Linked DNA regions of Mus musculus: regions 2, 3 and 4 are each linked to region 1. A link is a contact called in public HiCAR-type and HiChIP or PLAC-seq data. All regions are on one chromosome and are shown on one strand. Each heading gives the region's core, a stretch centred on a gene start, on an enhancer-like site or on the middle of the called end of the contact. The rest is flanking DNA. Distances are from core to core; before and after follow the strand shown.

Region 1 (3,436 bases), core at 601-3,100:
AAAGATACCCAATCTGCATGTTAGCAGACACGCAGGCCAGTCTACTAGCCAGTATGAACTGGGGAAATGAACCCAGTCACAAAACCAAAAAAGAACAAATTAAGAGTTAATGCCTGGCTAAAAGGAGGCCGAGAAGGAAGTAACTTCACTATGTAAGGAATTACAAAACATCAAAGGTTAGATAATGGACAACAGGTGTCTTTGGAGAGAAAAGAACCACAATGCATTGCTCCTATTTTAGGATTTCCATTCTCAAAGCTGTATAACAACAATGATTTTTTTTTCCCCTCAAGAAAGTCAAGACCAAAATTGTGCCTTTACTATTTAACAACTGTAAGAGCCTGATGCTCTTCTGTTTACTTTTTAACTTTACTTTAAAAAAAAAATCCATCTAATCCCAATCTTGTGTGGGCAGATTAAAATATGGCTTAGTGCCAGATGGTTTGCTGATCAGTGAACATTAACTAACTAGAGATTTATTATCACGAAATGGAAAAAGAAAAGCATCCGACTATACACGCTACTACCACATAAACTAGTCAAATATACAAATCAAACCCAGTCGCTGGTATCACATAACCGCAGTATCAGCAAAAACAGAATCGTTTCTCTCACCGTAACACTGAAATCTCTACAGTAACTGGATTCCAGTGGCCTCAAAGAATAGCCATTCCAGACACAGGTACTGGTTACCCTGGAGTTCTGTTCCTCAAGTCAGTCACAACATTTAGCACCTGTACTCTGGTTAAATGGAACACTGAGAAAACACTTCAGCCAACAGGATACCCTATCCCTTTCTCTCCATTCCACAAAGACAGCATATTCCAAAAATGGAGAATCCTTTCTTTTCCGATTGAGGCCCCCTCTTATGGGTTCATTGGGCAGGATTACTTCTCTCCAGCACGCATGGAGAGCATACTTCTGCTTTCACTCTTAAAGAGGGTCCCCCAACACAGATGCGCCTCTTCCTTCCCTGTATTGAGTAGATGATAATGCTCTCCACCACTGCAAAACGTTCAGGGAAGTGGAGGGAAGCTGTCAGTTACTGAGGGCTACTTAATAAATCTTCAAATATAAAGACTGAAAGGGGTGACTCCAATCCAGAAGTGGGACTGGGGATTCCTACTCCCTCCGGAAAGGCTGCCCCAATCTTGCCTATCATTCCGTTTAAGTGGAGAGATGTACTCTGAGGGAGAGTCTGTATTTGATGAAGGGGTGCCCTGACTTTAACGGGGTGGGGGGGTCAGAAGAAGGTGCTAAGTGTACCGGGAGGGACGTAGCAGCGGCTGGAGGGTCGTTGAGGGGAAGGAGGGCCCCCGCACTGAAGGGGGCTCTGGGAAGAAGGGAGGGTCTGGAGGCGAGGGCTGCATGGGGGGAGGGGCCGCCCGTCCCGGAGGCGGCGGCGGGGCTGCAGCCTCGCGGGGACCATGTGCCGGGAGCGGCGGCCACCCGCAGGGGCAGCCCGGGGAGCAGGGCCCGCGGCGCGCGCGCGCGCAGGAAGCCGGGGTCCCGGGTTACGTACGAGGGGCGCGAGCCCGCGGCCGGACTCACCGAGGCTGCCGGCGAAACCGTCCATCTTGCGGGGACCGCGCCGGGCTCGGGGCTCAGCGGGGCGGGCGCTTCATTCAGCGCCCCGACCGTGCGGCGGCCGCGGGACCTGACCCGCCGGTTCTCAGCGTCGCCCGGCGCGGCTTCCGACTCCCGCCGCCGCCGTCCGCCGGTCAGCCCGTCAGCCCCGAGGGTCAGTCGGTCAATCAGGTTGAGAGCCGCGCCGCCCGCCGCCTGCCCGGCCTCTCTCCCTCTCTCTCTCTCTCTCCTAAGCCGCAGCCGTGAGCGCCGCGCCGCGCCGCGCCGCGCCCCGCCCCCGCGCCCGCGCGCAGCCACGGCTCCGCCCCCGCGCACGCCGTCACGCTTCCGATCCCGCCCCACGTGACGGAACGGGGCGGGGCTTCCCGCGACACGCCCCTCCCTCTCTGCCCTGCCTCCGCAGCCGCAGAGAACTCTTGAGAGTTAGGAGGCTATTGGCTGCTCTTGTGTTCCTGGCCCGGTTTCGCCACCAGGATTCTCCAGCCCGAAACTGGGTCTGAGTGGACGGGGCTCGTGGGTGTCCTGCTGCTAGAAAGCTGACCTGCACTGTGGGATTCTTTCCCTCTGGGAAGCCCGCGGAGCACAGTTCTAGAGTTCTTTTGAAGGGAGGTAACGAGGAGGCTAACGAGTGAGAGGAAAGATTCCCCTTCTTGGGGTTCCCCTCTCCTCTAGTCAGTGAGAATTCTAGGTAGAGACAAGACTTTTTGACCAGCCTGAGGCCATGTCTGCCACAACCGCAGGTTCTAGGACAGAGCACAAGCAAACAATGTTAATGCTGGATGAAAAGAGTTCGTCTTACCCAAGTCTTATGAGGAAAGTGCACGTAAAAGACTGGCTTGGCTTACTCTCCTTTTGTTCTTCCCATCAGGGCACAAAGCCACCGGATAGCCTATCAGGAAACTATAGCACAGACTATTAGTTTTTAAATAAACCTTAGTTCTAGGCTCAAATCTATGAAGTCACCTAACTAAATTTAGGCCTTGCTTTAATTTATTTGCAAATTCAAGTGCTAGACTGTACCTGAGGCTGACCTCTGGCACACGCATGCACAAGCACAACCAAAACTCATCCCATCTTCTTCAACCCTCTAATCTTTTATTATTATTATTTTATTTTTTAAAGATTTTTTTTAAATTTATATGGGTACACTGTCACCCGGTTACAGATGGTTGTGAGTCACCATGTGGTTGCGGGGAATTGAACTCAGGACCTCTGGAAGAGCAGTCAGGGCTCTTAACCGCTGAGCTATATCTCTCCAGCTCTCAACCCTCTGATTTTATCCTCTTTCCTTACAAAGACATTTGAATAGTTTAGGTCCCTTCTAGGTCGATGTGCAGATTAGAGTAACAAAAAACTGTAAGGTGTCTCAGAGACTAAATTAGATATACCTTTTAAAGTAGCTGGGTTAGGAAAAAAATAAGAATGTCTGTTAATAGAGTTGTAGGTTACAAGGAACAAATTGAAGTAAGGAGAGAAGAAATGGGGAACAACAACTGCCATGAAAAGAATTGACAGAATTAAATGGTTGAAAGGATTGTTAAACATCCTTGAAGGATACCTCTCCCCTTTGATGCCTTTTTAAACTTCTTTCCTAAGGGCCTGGGAGTGTACCTCGGTGACCAATTGTGCTTAGTAAATAGGAGGCACTGGGTTTGATCCCCAGCTCTGGAAACAGCCAACAAACAAAATCTAACTTAAAAACTTAAGGAAACATCACAGCAAACCTAGGAGGTCAGTGTTGTAAACAGGACACAGCAAGGCTGAGAGATGACAGTCAGTAATGTGCTTCCCACAGAAGCAGGGAAAGTGTACTGATGTACACTTACAATCCCAGATCTGGGAAGGCAGA
Region 2 (3,436 bases), core at 272-2,771, 2.9 Mb after region 1:
CTGGATTGGAACCTACCACACAGCTGAGATTGGCCTTGCTCCTCTGCATCTACCTCTCTCCTGAGGGCTGGGATTAGCGGCTGCATCACTTCTCGCAGCTTGAAATGTGTTTTAATAACGAGAAGCCAAGGAATAGTTTTCTATAATAGTTGATTTGGTTCAGTCACTTAAGACCACACAAACCAGTTGTTGAAAATAACTGATATATCAGTTGTTCTCTGAAATTCCTTTTCTAAGTCCTTCCTAAGCTATAATTCCTCTGCCTTTCTCTTTAAAAAATTATATTTATCTTGTGTGTGGTGCACCTGCCATTGGCCATGTGTAGAGATCAGACGAACTTCTGGGAGTCAGTTTTTCTGCTCCCAGCGTTTGGGTATCTAAGACAGAACTTGGGTTCCCAGTCTTGGCTGCACCTGCTCTTTCCTGGCTGAGCCCTCCCACCAGCAGGTCTGCTGTTGTCTTACTACTCTGATGGTTAATGGATGGACTTCAAACTATTACTGAACACGTTCAAAATGAGGGGGACTTCTTTTTTTTTAAGATGCAAATCTGTACATGTATTATAAAAGGAAAGGCTTGTAGATTTCATTCAGATCCTAAGAGGTAGTCTAAAAGATGGTGGTTTCAAACATTTTTCATCTGTGAGATCTTGTTTATTGTACTACAAAACAGCATGGTTCTTCCAACTGTCTTCTCATCTATGAAATGAAAACTGAAAACTAAGACGTTTTACTAAGAAAGCGTTCAATGATAGAGCACATGTGCCACAGCGTTGCACAGTGCCACTACAGGAAGCAAGTCCATCCTTAGGATGGACGGACAATTCATAGATACTGCTTTTATAGCATTCTGTGATTTTCATATCTCTATCCTGGGTCCTGTACCAAGGCGAGGTGAGGGCTGGGGGGAAATCCCTCCCTTCCAGAAGCTAATTATCCAGTTGAAGCTATGAAAGATCCCAAGCAGGATGGACTAAATCCATAAATAAAAGCTTGTGGGTTTGAATAGACACATGATCAATAAATACTACACGTATGCGTTACGTCCTCATGGCATGGAAAGGCAGATGGAAACAGGCAATCTCTCCTCCCACTAGACAAACACTGAGCAGTCGGGCCTTTTGTTTTTTTTTTTTTTTTGTTTTGTTTTGTTTTGTTTTTGTGAGAGGGATCTATCTTTTGTGCAATCTGTTTAGTATACAGTGCATGCTCGGGGCACTCCTTATCTTCGTGCTGGGAACAAAGTACACACACCCCTTTTCTGAAACACAGGGCCTAGGATCTCCTAGAGCTGGATGGGCTCCCGGGCTGTGGGACCACACAAAAGGGGCGCTTCGCCTGCTCGCAGGCCCCCACACCCAGGTTCTCGGGTCGCGGGTTCGCCTTCAGGGTCCTTCAGCCCCGCCTCTGCGAGTGCCCTCCCCAGCCTCTGGCGCGCACCCCTCCTCATCCGCGGGCAGCCGGAAAACCCGGAGCGAACCGGCCCGGGCCAGCGGCGCATGCTCAGTTGCGAGCAGGTTCAGTTTGCTAGTAGGAAGCTCCGGCGCTACACCGGCGGCGGCAGCGGCAGCGGTAGCAGCAGCGGCGGCGACGGCCAAGCGGCCGGATTCCCCGGCAGCGACCTCGGGCCCTCCCCGTTCCCCACCGACCCCTGCTCCCGCTTCGTCCCGTTCTGGGCCTCTCGCTTGAGTTCCCCGCTGGCGAGCGGGCGCCACCGGCCGGAGCGTCCATCCACGCGCCGTCTCTCGGCGGGCCAGGCCGTGCCGGGGAGCGCAGCCCCGGCGGAGGGCGGCCCGGGGCGGAGCGGGGGGCCTGCCCCGGGGCGGTGGTGCGGGATGCCGCCGCCGCCGCCGCCGGGTTGCGTTGGCTCTCGGCGAGCGGCGCGCGTGTCGGGTGGGTGTCCGGCCGCGGGCCTCGCCCCCCAGACTCCTCGCCAGCGCTAGCCGGGCCGCGCGGCGCCCCGAGGGGGCCGGGCCGTGCACGGGCTGTGGCCCTTCTCCGCGCCGCGAGCCGCCGCCCCTCCGCCCGCCCCGAGGCGCCCCGCGGGCACCATGCAGGCGCAGCAGCTGCCTTACGAGTTTTTCAGCGAGGAGAACGCGCCCAAGTGGCGGGGGCTGCTGGTGCCTGCGCTGAAAAAGGTAGGGGCGCGGAACCCGCTTCCCGGCCGCAGTCCGCGCGGGGCTGGGCGAGGGTGGGGAGGCGGGGCGCCACTGTCGTCTTTCTTCCCGGTCTCGGATCTCGGGGAGGTCTGCTCGGGCTGCGAGGTTCCCCGCGTCCGCTGCTCCAGCTGTTGACACTCGCCCGGGGTGCGTGGGAAGGCCGCACACAGTCGGGGAGGGTTGGTCTGGATCATCCAAGCGCGGAGGCGGGGGTTGGAGGAGCCTCGGTTTTCCGTGGAGGTCAACGAAGGCCATTGCCTACCTTCTCGATCTTCCGAACTGCGGTCAACCTCTCGTTTTAGGAGTCCGGTACTCTCACTGGCTCGAAAGTGCCTTGGCCACAGTGCTTGCCTAAGTAATTGCGAGGTTGCCTGCCAGCAAGAACATGGCCTGCTCGGCTGTGCTCGTCCTCAGTCATAACTCCCCGTTTTCTTGACCCCCTCCCCCATTACAGCGGTGATGCACATGCCACTGTATTCAGATTGGTTCTTTTGAAGTGTCTGAGAATCTTTGAACGTCATTTGGTTTGGTGTTTTGCATCTTTTTATTTGGAAATGTTGCTACATTTTAAAAGCTTCTAAAGCAACTGTCTGTCCTTTGGTTAGGCATTTTGGATTTTTGTTTGCCAGTGGTTAAAGTTATTCGTGAATGTTGCTACATTTTAACAGCTTCTACAGCAACACTTAGTGACATAGTAAATACTGTACTAAGACATCTGAAACAGGTGTGCTTGAATGGATTTTAAAACAACCAGATTGGTTTTTGTTTTCATTTGCCTTACCTGTAGAAATTGTTTTACAATTTAATCTCCCATTTCTTGTTGCTCAGATGATTTTCGTGCTATCTTTGCTAAAATGCAGTTTTGTTACTACTGAGTACCTGGCGTTTACTGTGCCATTATGCAGAGCCTTTCTATTTTACCAGAAAGTCTTGAAAGGTATTTCATACTCCCAGAGGCCAGTACCTTTCAGTTTCTCGTCTGCCCTGTTCTCCCCTTCCCCTCTTGGTATGTTATGTGGAAACTGTTGGCTTTGTTGGAAGACTTTGCTTTTATCTTTCAGACTTAGGTTCCTGCGCTTTATCCTCAAGTGTCTCCCTACTTACAAACCTCTGTATGTTTTCTAAGAAAATCAAAGAGACCACCTTGTTGTGCATCCTTAATGACTCCATGAGACTTCAGTCCATTTCTACATTGGCTTTACCTGCACAATTGCCTGCTTAGCTTGGAGAATTGGAGAAGAATGCCTCATGATGCTAGAAGTTTGGTATTTTGACAGG
Region 3 (3,436 bases), core at 271-2,770, 2.6 Mb after region 1:
ATTAGAACTTTCTGGTGCAAGCCGAATGGCTTTCAGTCCTGGAAACTTGGCTTTTTTTTTTTTTTTTTTTTTTTAAAGCACAAAAGGGCAGAGAAAGCAAGCAGAGCAGGTCCTGCTTTGAGAGACTTCCATTTCCTTATCTGAATCCAGAATTATCTGCCTGTTTAGCCTAAAGAAGACAAACAGTTCTCCGCCCACAGCACAGGCAGAAGGCAGGCCTGCTCCTCAGCCCCTGCAAGTGCCTTCCACCGGGAGGAAGCGGGGAAAACCATGCCTCGTCCCGAGGAGCTCAGGATAGCACAGCCTTAAGGTTTATCCTCAATTAATCCTGTGACGTGCACTCCTGGGGCAGAATTGCAACCCTGTCACAATCTGATGCTTTGGGATAACTAAAGTGCTTGGATGACTCCACGTATGGTTTGGAGCACACAATTTGGGAATTTAGTCAATAGGTAAGTTTACTGTAAGTAACATGATAGAAAGGTTTTAAGGTTTGATGAGACCAAGTTTCTGAGAAGGAATTGGACATTAAGGCACATTAGTCTTTAGGTCCCTAAAGAGATTAGAAAAGCATTTTTAAAGCAAAATATCCAACAGAGCGCCAGAGTGGACCTCGCTACAGCTTTTGGAAATGGGTAGTAGTTAAGTTTACTAAGAACTCAACATTGACCCTTCCACTGCCTAAGTCCTTTCTTAGCTAACTTTTAGCAGTCTGGACGTAATGCTGGTTATCTGGATCTTATGCTGGGTGGAGCTCTGGGCAGGTAATGTCGCGGCTACGTAGCTTCCGGATGGTCACGTGTTTACATTTCAGGTGTGGGAATAGATCCCTGTCCAGGCCACACCCTCTGCAACCACCCTCGTCTCAGGGTTGTCAGACAGCTTGCGTAGTCCCCGCCCCGGGCTTTGAAAAATCCAGCCTTCTCCCTGGACAGAGGTCAATCACGGCTTTGGTTCTGCACTGCTTCCCGCCCACTCCCTCCACGGATTTCTCCCCGCCCCTTGTTCTCTCTGCACCCCTGTCAAGCCAACCCCAAGAGCCCAAGTGTCACTGTCCCCCGAGGGTCTTTCTCACCTTTCTGATGGGGACCTCCTCCCCTAAACCTAGAAGAAAGGGTCGGGGCTCTCGGATGTACTTGCTCTTAGAAAGTTGGGGAATACCGTCTTGTGCGTGGCAACTACTACCTGCTGGGGCTGGGGCTGGGACCACAAGCAGCGAGTCCAACTTTGTTACCCGGAGTCTGGCGCGTCCGGCGTGTCCCGACCGGGCGCGCGAGCCGGGGGCGCGCAGGGCCCGCCGGGAGCGCGCGGCCTCCGGGATGGCGGCTGCGCAGTGGCGAGCGGGGCCGGGAACCGGAGGGAGGGCGTGCGGGCGGGCGGAGCGGAGCGGCGGGCGGAAGCCATGTTGGAACTGCACCCCGAGCGAGGGGCTGCGGGCGCGCTCCTCTCCTGGTGGGTGTGACCCGGCTCGGCGCGGCGGCGGGGGGCGGGGACGCCGGGCGGCTCGTCGTGGTCGGCGGCGGCCGCGGCGTGCAGCCGGGCGATTGTGACCGGCGGCGGAGCCGGGCCGGCCGCGGGCGCTCCCTCCGTGCGGCCCCCGTGAGCGCCCCCCCTCCCCGGGCCGGGAGGGAGGTGGGGGGCACCCGGGGCCCGCCATGAACCCGGGCTTCGATCTGTCCCGCCGGAACCCGCAGGAGGACTTCGAGCTGATCCAGCGCATCGGCAGCGGCACCTACGGCGACGTCTACAAGGTGAGGGCAGGGGCGGCCGAGCCGGGGCCTGCGCCGCGGGGGACGGAACAAAGAGGCAGGCGTGGGGACCTCAGCCCTCGGCGTCCTCGCCGGAGCTGTGCCCGGGACGCGCGGGTCTCTGACCCTCCCAGGCTCTCCTGCGTGCAGTCCCGGGAAGGGCTGCGGCCGGAGCCGCTGCGTTCCTGGGAGGGCGGAGCGGGGCTGGGCGCTTGTTGCCTGGGCAGGGTCTGTGTGACGAACCCCGGTGCTGGGGCTTGGCGCTTGACAAACCTACGTGCCTCTCCGGGACCTGGGATCATAGGCCCCGGTGGCTGGGAGCTACTGTCCGCCCGGGCCTGCTGGATCTGTCCTAACGCTGGGCAGCCTCCATCGACAGCTTAGCCTTTAGCCTCTTAACATCTGCCCGTGCTTTAGCCTTTAGCCTCTTAACATCTGCTTGTCAGTTCCTTGTAATTTTCCAAGTAGTCATGTTTTGTAAAAAGAGATGGGTTTTTGGAGGCAAGACAGCAACTTCGAGGTTTTTTTTTTTTCCTCCAAAAAGAATTGGATAATGGGGTTTGTTTTTGTCAGTGACACATAGGAATCAGATATTTTTCCTTTTCTTTTTCTTTCTTGTGTGTGTGTGAGAGTCGAGTATCTAGGAAGAGTATTGGTTTGACAAGGTTAGAATTCAGAGCTCCTTAGCAGGACAGCGTTTCTGTTGCAGAGGGATCGCTTCTAAATGTGGGAGGATAAATCGTTCTTCCCTGGCCAGTAAAACTCTTGGCCTCGCGGAGTCTGCCAAGAAGGGAGGCGGATAGTGCCAAAGGTGGCAGCAGTCTTGATTTAGTTGCCTATCTACTTACATGGTAACTGAAGTTGGGCTCCTGTTTTCCAGAACACCTGAGGATGCCCAGAGTATGACTTGGAAAGTTTAGTTTTCACTTTATTTTTGCCCACGCTAAAGCAATGGGCTTTTTATTCTTGCCTCAATGGAACGCATAAGGTAAGTTAGCCAATACCTCAGGTCTTTTGTGAGTGATCTGCTTGGCTTTTGTGAATGATCACATAGCACCACACTTTCCTCTGTTGACAAAGGTGTGTGGAGCATAACTCCAGTGTATAACTTAGCAGCCACGTGTTGATGAACTAAAGACAGGAATGGACCCAGATTTATTTGAAGTCTTTTTTTTTTTTTTTCCTGGACAAGAACAGCATTAAACAGCAGAGTTTCACTTCATTCCAGTCGTATTCTGTGTAGAGAGGACGTCAAGGGTCTGGCAAAGGTTGCTAGCACAGAACAAGAGGGCTGGGTTTGTCCCCCCTCCAGTCTGGCAGCTTCTAGCCAAGATCTGGAAGATGATAAGGCCTTGCTCAGGGCAATGGTGAGAGGGGACGAAGCCACGTAGAGGGGTCATGATCCGAAGGCCACAGACACCAGTGTGAAGCTGAGAAAGACGGAACCTGAGCAGCCACAGGGATCCTGGATGTGGACCCTGGTTCCTATAGACCTTCTAGCTGTGGGACTTAGGGGAGTCCTGCCAGGGAGGTGAAATTAGATAAGGATTTTCCCTTTCGTTTTTAAAAGTGTGTGTGTGTGTGTGTGTGTGTGTGTGTGTGTGTGTGTGTTCACACAGAGATGTCCCTGGAGGCCAGAAGAGGGCATCAGATCTCTTGGAGCTGAAGTTGCAGGCAGTTGAGAGCTG
Region 4 (3,436 bases), core at 255-2,754, 2.4 Mb after region 1:
TTTCAAATGGACTGACCTCGTACTTCCTTTTGGGAACAGTGAGTCCAAGGAAAAGAAGTTTATTTATTTGTTTTTCTCTCAGGGGACAAAAAATTCTACTAAGGTTTGATCTTTAGAAGTTAAAGGAATCACCACAAGAGAGGATTACAAAGAAAATATTCAAACTACCTGATTCCATACATAAGATAGGTGTTGCATAGATTCCAGAAGAGCAAAATGATGCTGTACCAACGCAAAGCCCAATAACAAAACAATAAAGACAACCTACAAAGTGTCACAACCATAAGAGCGTGGCAGGTAGAATCTCTGAGCGCAAGTCTACTTTCAAGGACTTGGCCCTTGGCTCTCCTCAGCTGCTTCCTAGACCCTGAGGAGGGTGGTCATCTGGAAGGTTGAATAATGAGTAAAGCCGGTGTCTTAGATCCCTTTAGCTGCCTTTACTAGTGAATTAGGGAATACGAAGTCCAATTCAAACAGATCCTGAACTTGGAGTGTTTGGAGGACAGACCTTCGCTCCCCATTCCAGGCTGGAATGCCACCTCGATTTAATGGTATACCAGCGAGCTCAATCCATGAGAAAGCCCTCTTTCCTTGTTCTGAGGTTTACACCTTGTCTCTTCCAAAGGGCACGTCTCAAAGGAAAATGCAAGTTGAGGAAAGGAACCCAGTTGAGAAAGATCAGTCTTTGTGGCTGTCACCCTCCCTGGGAACACTGTCAAGAAAATCCATATCTACACCCCGAGTCAGCCAGGCACAGACAGAGAAGGACCAGAGGAGAGAGTCTTAGGGAAGATAAAGAGACAGTGTGAGGGGTAAAACGGAGTCCAGGAAAATGGTAAAAGAAGGGTAGGATGAAGGAGCAAGGAAAGGGAGAAAGAAGAGTAGCTGGGGAAGGAAAGCAGGGAAGCAATCTGGAAGGGTGAAAAATGCGCGGGGCAACGGAGCGCAGCGACTGGAGAGGCGACCGCGGGGACCCGCGCGCCCCTGGGATGCCCGGGCTGAGCTCCGCGCGCGGACGTAGAGACGCGGGGCGCGCCCGCCGCTCACCTTTCAGGATGAGGGTGTCGATGTCCCGGTCGATGCCCAGAAAGTAGCACTTCCTCCAGAGGCCCGAGTAGGTGGCGAACAGTGGCCGGCCACACTCAGCGTCCAACCCGCCAAGCCCCAGAAGCGAGCGCCAGGACTCAGGGTCTGAGCGCCCGGGGCCGCCGGGGAGCAGCCGGCGCCCCAGGGGAGGCGAGTCCCGCAGCGGCAGGTGCGACAGCGGCATCAGGCGGTTCTTCTGATCCGGGGGGTCGGCGCCCGCGCGGCTGCGCTCGCAGCTCTCCTTGTGGCGCCGGGGGTCGGTCTCGTACCAGTGGTCGGTGAAGATGGCCGTGACGAGCAGCCCCAGGGAGCAAAGGCTGAGGCCGAGGCTTAGCGCCGTGACGAGCGCCCGTGGCTCCATGGCTTCCCGGCCAGCAGCCGCCGCCGGTGGGCTCGCCGCCGCCGCCAGACACAATGCACTTGGCCTCGGCGCTCCGCCGAGCGCCCTCCCTCCCTGCCACCTGCCCCGCACTCTCCCTCCCACGGCCGCCCGCCCGCCTCTCTCCCCCGCGGGAGCCTCCTCCCGCCCGGCCCCGCGCCCTCCCGCGCTCTCACTTTCCCGCGGCCCTCCCCCTAAGCCGGCTCCCCGCACTCCACAACCCACCCACCCGCTACCCCGGCCGATCACGCCCCTCGTCCCTCTCCCTGCTTCCAGCTCCCGCGGTCAGCCCCCTCTCTCCAGCCCCCTCTCCCTGCCTTCACCTCTGCTCTCCATCCTCCCTTTGCTCTCTATCCTCCTTTCTCCTCTTAACCCCGTCCCTACTTTCCCTTTACTTTTCTTCAACTCTTCCAGACGCTCTTTCCCCACTCGGGAGGGCCTTTGTGTCCCTGGCTCCTTCTGCCTTTATATACCTGCCTTGGATTCCAACCCTCTCTGCACCTACCCCTGCACACACCACCTCCGATCCTCTGTCCCTCCCACGACCTTACAAGACATCCACCAACATCAGGCTGGATCTTTGTCTCTTGTCCAAGTTGATTTTGATCACTGTCTCTGTTTTGCTCCCAGGAGCAAATCCCATCCTTGAACGCGTGTGGTTTTGACTCTTTAGACTCTTGATCTAGAGCAGCCAGCCTCTTTTCTAGACTTCCGAAGGATCCAATCTCAGAGACCTTGGCAGCTAGCTCAATAGCCCTGCTTCCCTCTCTCGGGCTCCTGGCAGCCTGGAACCCTTCTCTCTGCTCCAGCCCTGCTTCTGCAAGAAGATGCCCAGTGTCCCTGGAGCCACAGAACCACAGTCAGAGATAATAGCCGCCCACTTCATTCCTGCCTGTTCTGAGATGGACTTCTTTTTCTTGGGCTATCTCTACGCCTGAGTGACTGACCGTCTCCTGGATCAATACGGCCTTGCAGTGGCACCTGCTCTGCCAAGTGATTATTGCCTTTGAATAAAGCAAGCCCACCAGTGATAAATCAAAGTAATGATTTTCTCCTGTACTAGTTTTTTTTTTTCCTGGTGGTCATCGAGGGTCAACAACAAACCAGTGCTCTACACCGGTCAACATCTGAGGCTTTCTGCTTTTCCAGGGCTTTTCTGGAGTCACAGATGTTCACTCTAAAAATGGCAGGCAGGATCTTTCTAAAAGAGGAATCCTTGGGACCAAAGTACAGAGTGAATGATGCGCATGTATATTCTGCATGGCAAGGTGCCATACCCTGGTCCCACCTACACCCTTGGGGCCATGTCAGAGGCAGAAAACCATGCTGTACCAGTCCAGGACGGCTATCCTTATGCTCTGACACTATGAAATATTAATGACTGAAGAGATTATGAGGCATTCATTAGATGCTAAATGTCATTACTCCGTGCTTTAATGGGACTTATTAATTAGTGCCCCACGTCCGTTGGTATAGAGGTGGTTGATCTGCCTCCTATGGAATGGCATCTGTAACGGTGACACGAGATGCTGCTGCGATCCATGTTCATTGCTGCTTGGGCTCCACGTCTTCAGGGATTTTTTTTTTCCTGTGGAAGAGCATGTACCTCTTCTTAGCTGTTCACTTCACAGAAAGATCCCTTAAGCAAATCTTGGTCCTATCAGACCCCCATGCCCGTGTCTGCTGACCTGACAATGTGAATTATTGCTTGGATTTTTCCTCACAGCTTCAGCAAGAACTGTGATGAGCTCTGGGTCTAATTAAGGAAGACAAAGAATTACAATTTTAGTGTTCTTCTCACAATCAGCTTTTCCTTCTCAGGAAGCACTAAACCCGGCAGAGGAAGCGTTTTCAGGATTTACACAGAAATGATGGGACTTAGAAGGTTTCATTTATTTATATTCTATAATATGTGTAAGATTATAGATCTTTCCAGATATACAGAGCCCCTTTAACTGTGAGTCGAACTGG

Evidence for each region. HiCAR-type assays count read pairs that join an accessible place to other places. HiChIP or PLAC-seq counts read pairs in DNA pulled down with a chosen protein or histone mark.
Region 2: a contact with region 1 is called in a HiCAR-type map of astrocytes, with 4 times the contacts expected there. The contact joins the promoter of Sos1 here to the promoter of Eml4 in region 1. A contact is called at or near these places in 1 of 484 Hi-C or Micro-C datasets (embryonic stem cells) and 3 of 115 datasets of contacts at active chromatin or transcription factors (astrocytes, embryonic forebrain and embryonic stem cells).
Region 3: a contact with region 1 is called in an H3K27ac HiChIP or PLAC-seq map of extraembryonic endoderm stem cells, with 12 times the contacts expected there. The contact joins the promoter of Map4k3 here to the promoter of Eml4 in region 1. A contact is called at or near these places in 1 of 39 promoter capture datasets (liver) and 5 of 115 datasets of contacts at active chromatin or transcription factors (astrocytes, embryonic stem cells, extraembryonic endoderm stem cells and 1 more).
Region 4: a HiCAR-type map of astrocytes shows a contact between it and region 1, with 4 times the contacts expected there. The contact joins the promoter of Tmem178 here to the promoter of Eml4 in region 1.

The regions. Positions count from the first base shown.
Region 1 is chr17:83,349,355-83,352,790 of GRCm38.p6, reverse strand. It overlaps Eml4 (echinoderm microtubule associated protein like 4), which reads right to left and starts at 1,850. Exons shown (of 23, transcript NM_001379374.1): 1 at 1,552-1,850. The coding sequence starts at 1,576.
Region 2 is chr17:80,478,538-80,481,973 of GRCm38.p6, reverse strand. Sos1 (SOS Ras/Rac guanine nucleotide exchange factor 1) reads left to right here and starts at 1,521. Exons shown (of 22, transcript NM_009231.2): 1 at 1,521-2,137. The coding sequence starts at 2,051.
Region 3 is chr17:80,726,109-80,729,544 of GRCm38.p6, reverse strand. It overlaps Map4k3 (mitogen-activated protein kinase kinase kinase kinase 3), which reads left to right and starts at 1,520. Exons shown (of 34, transcript NM_001290345.1): 1 at 1,520-1,751. The coding sequence starts at 1,656. It also overlaps the pseudogene Gm9959.
Region 4 is chr17:80,942,700-80,946,135 of GRCm38.p6, reverse strand. Tmem178 (transmembrane protein 178) reads right to left here and starts at 1,504. Exons shown (of 4, transcript NM_026516.2): 1 at 1,048-1,504. The coding sequence starts at 1,447.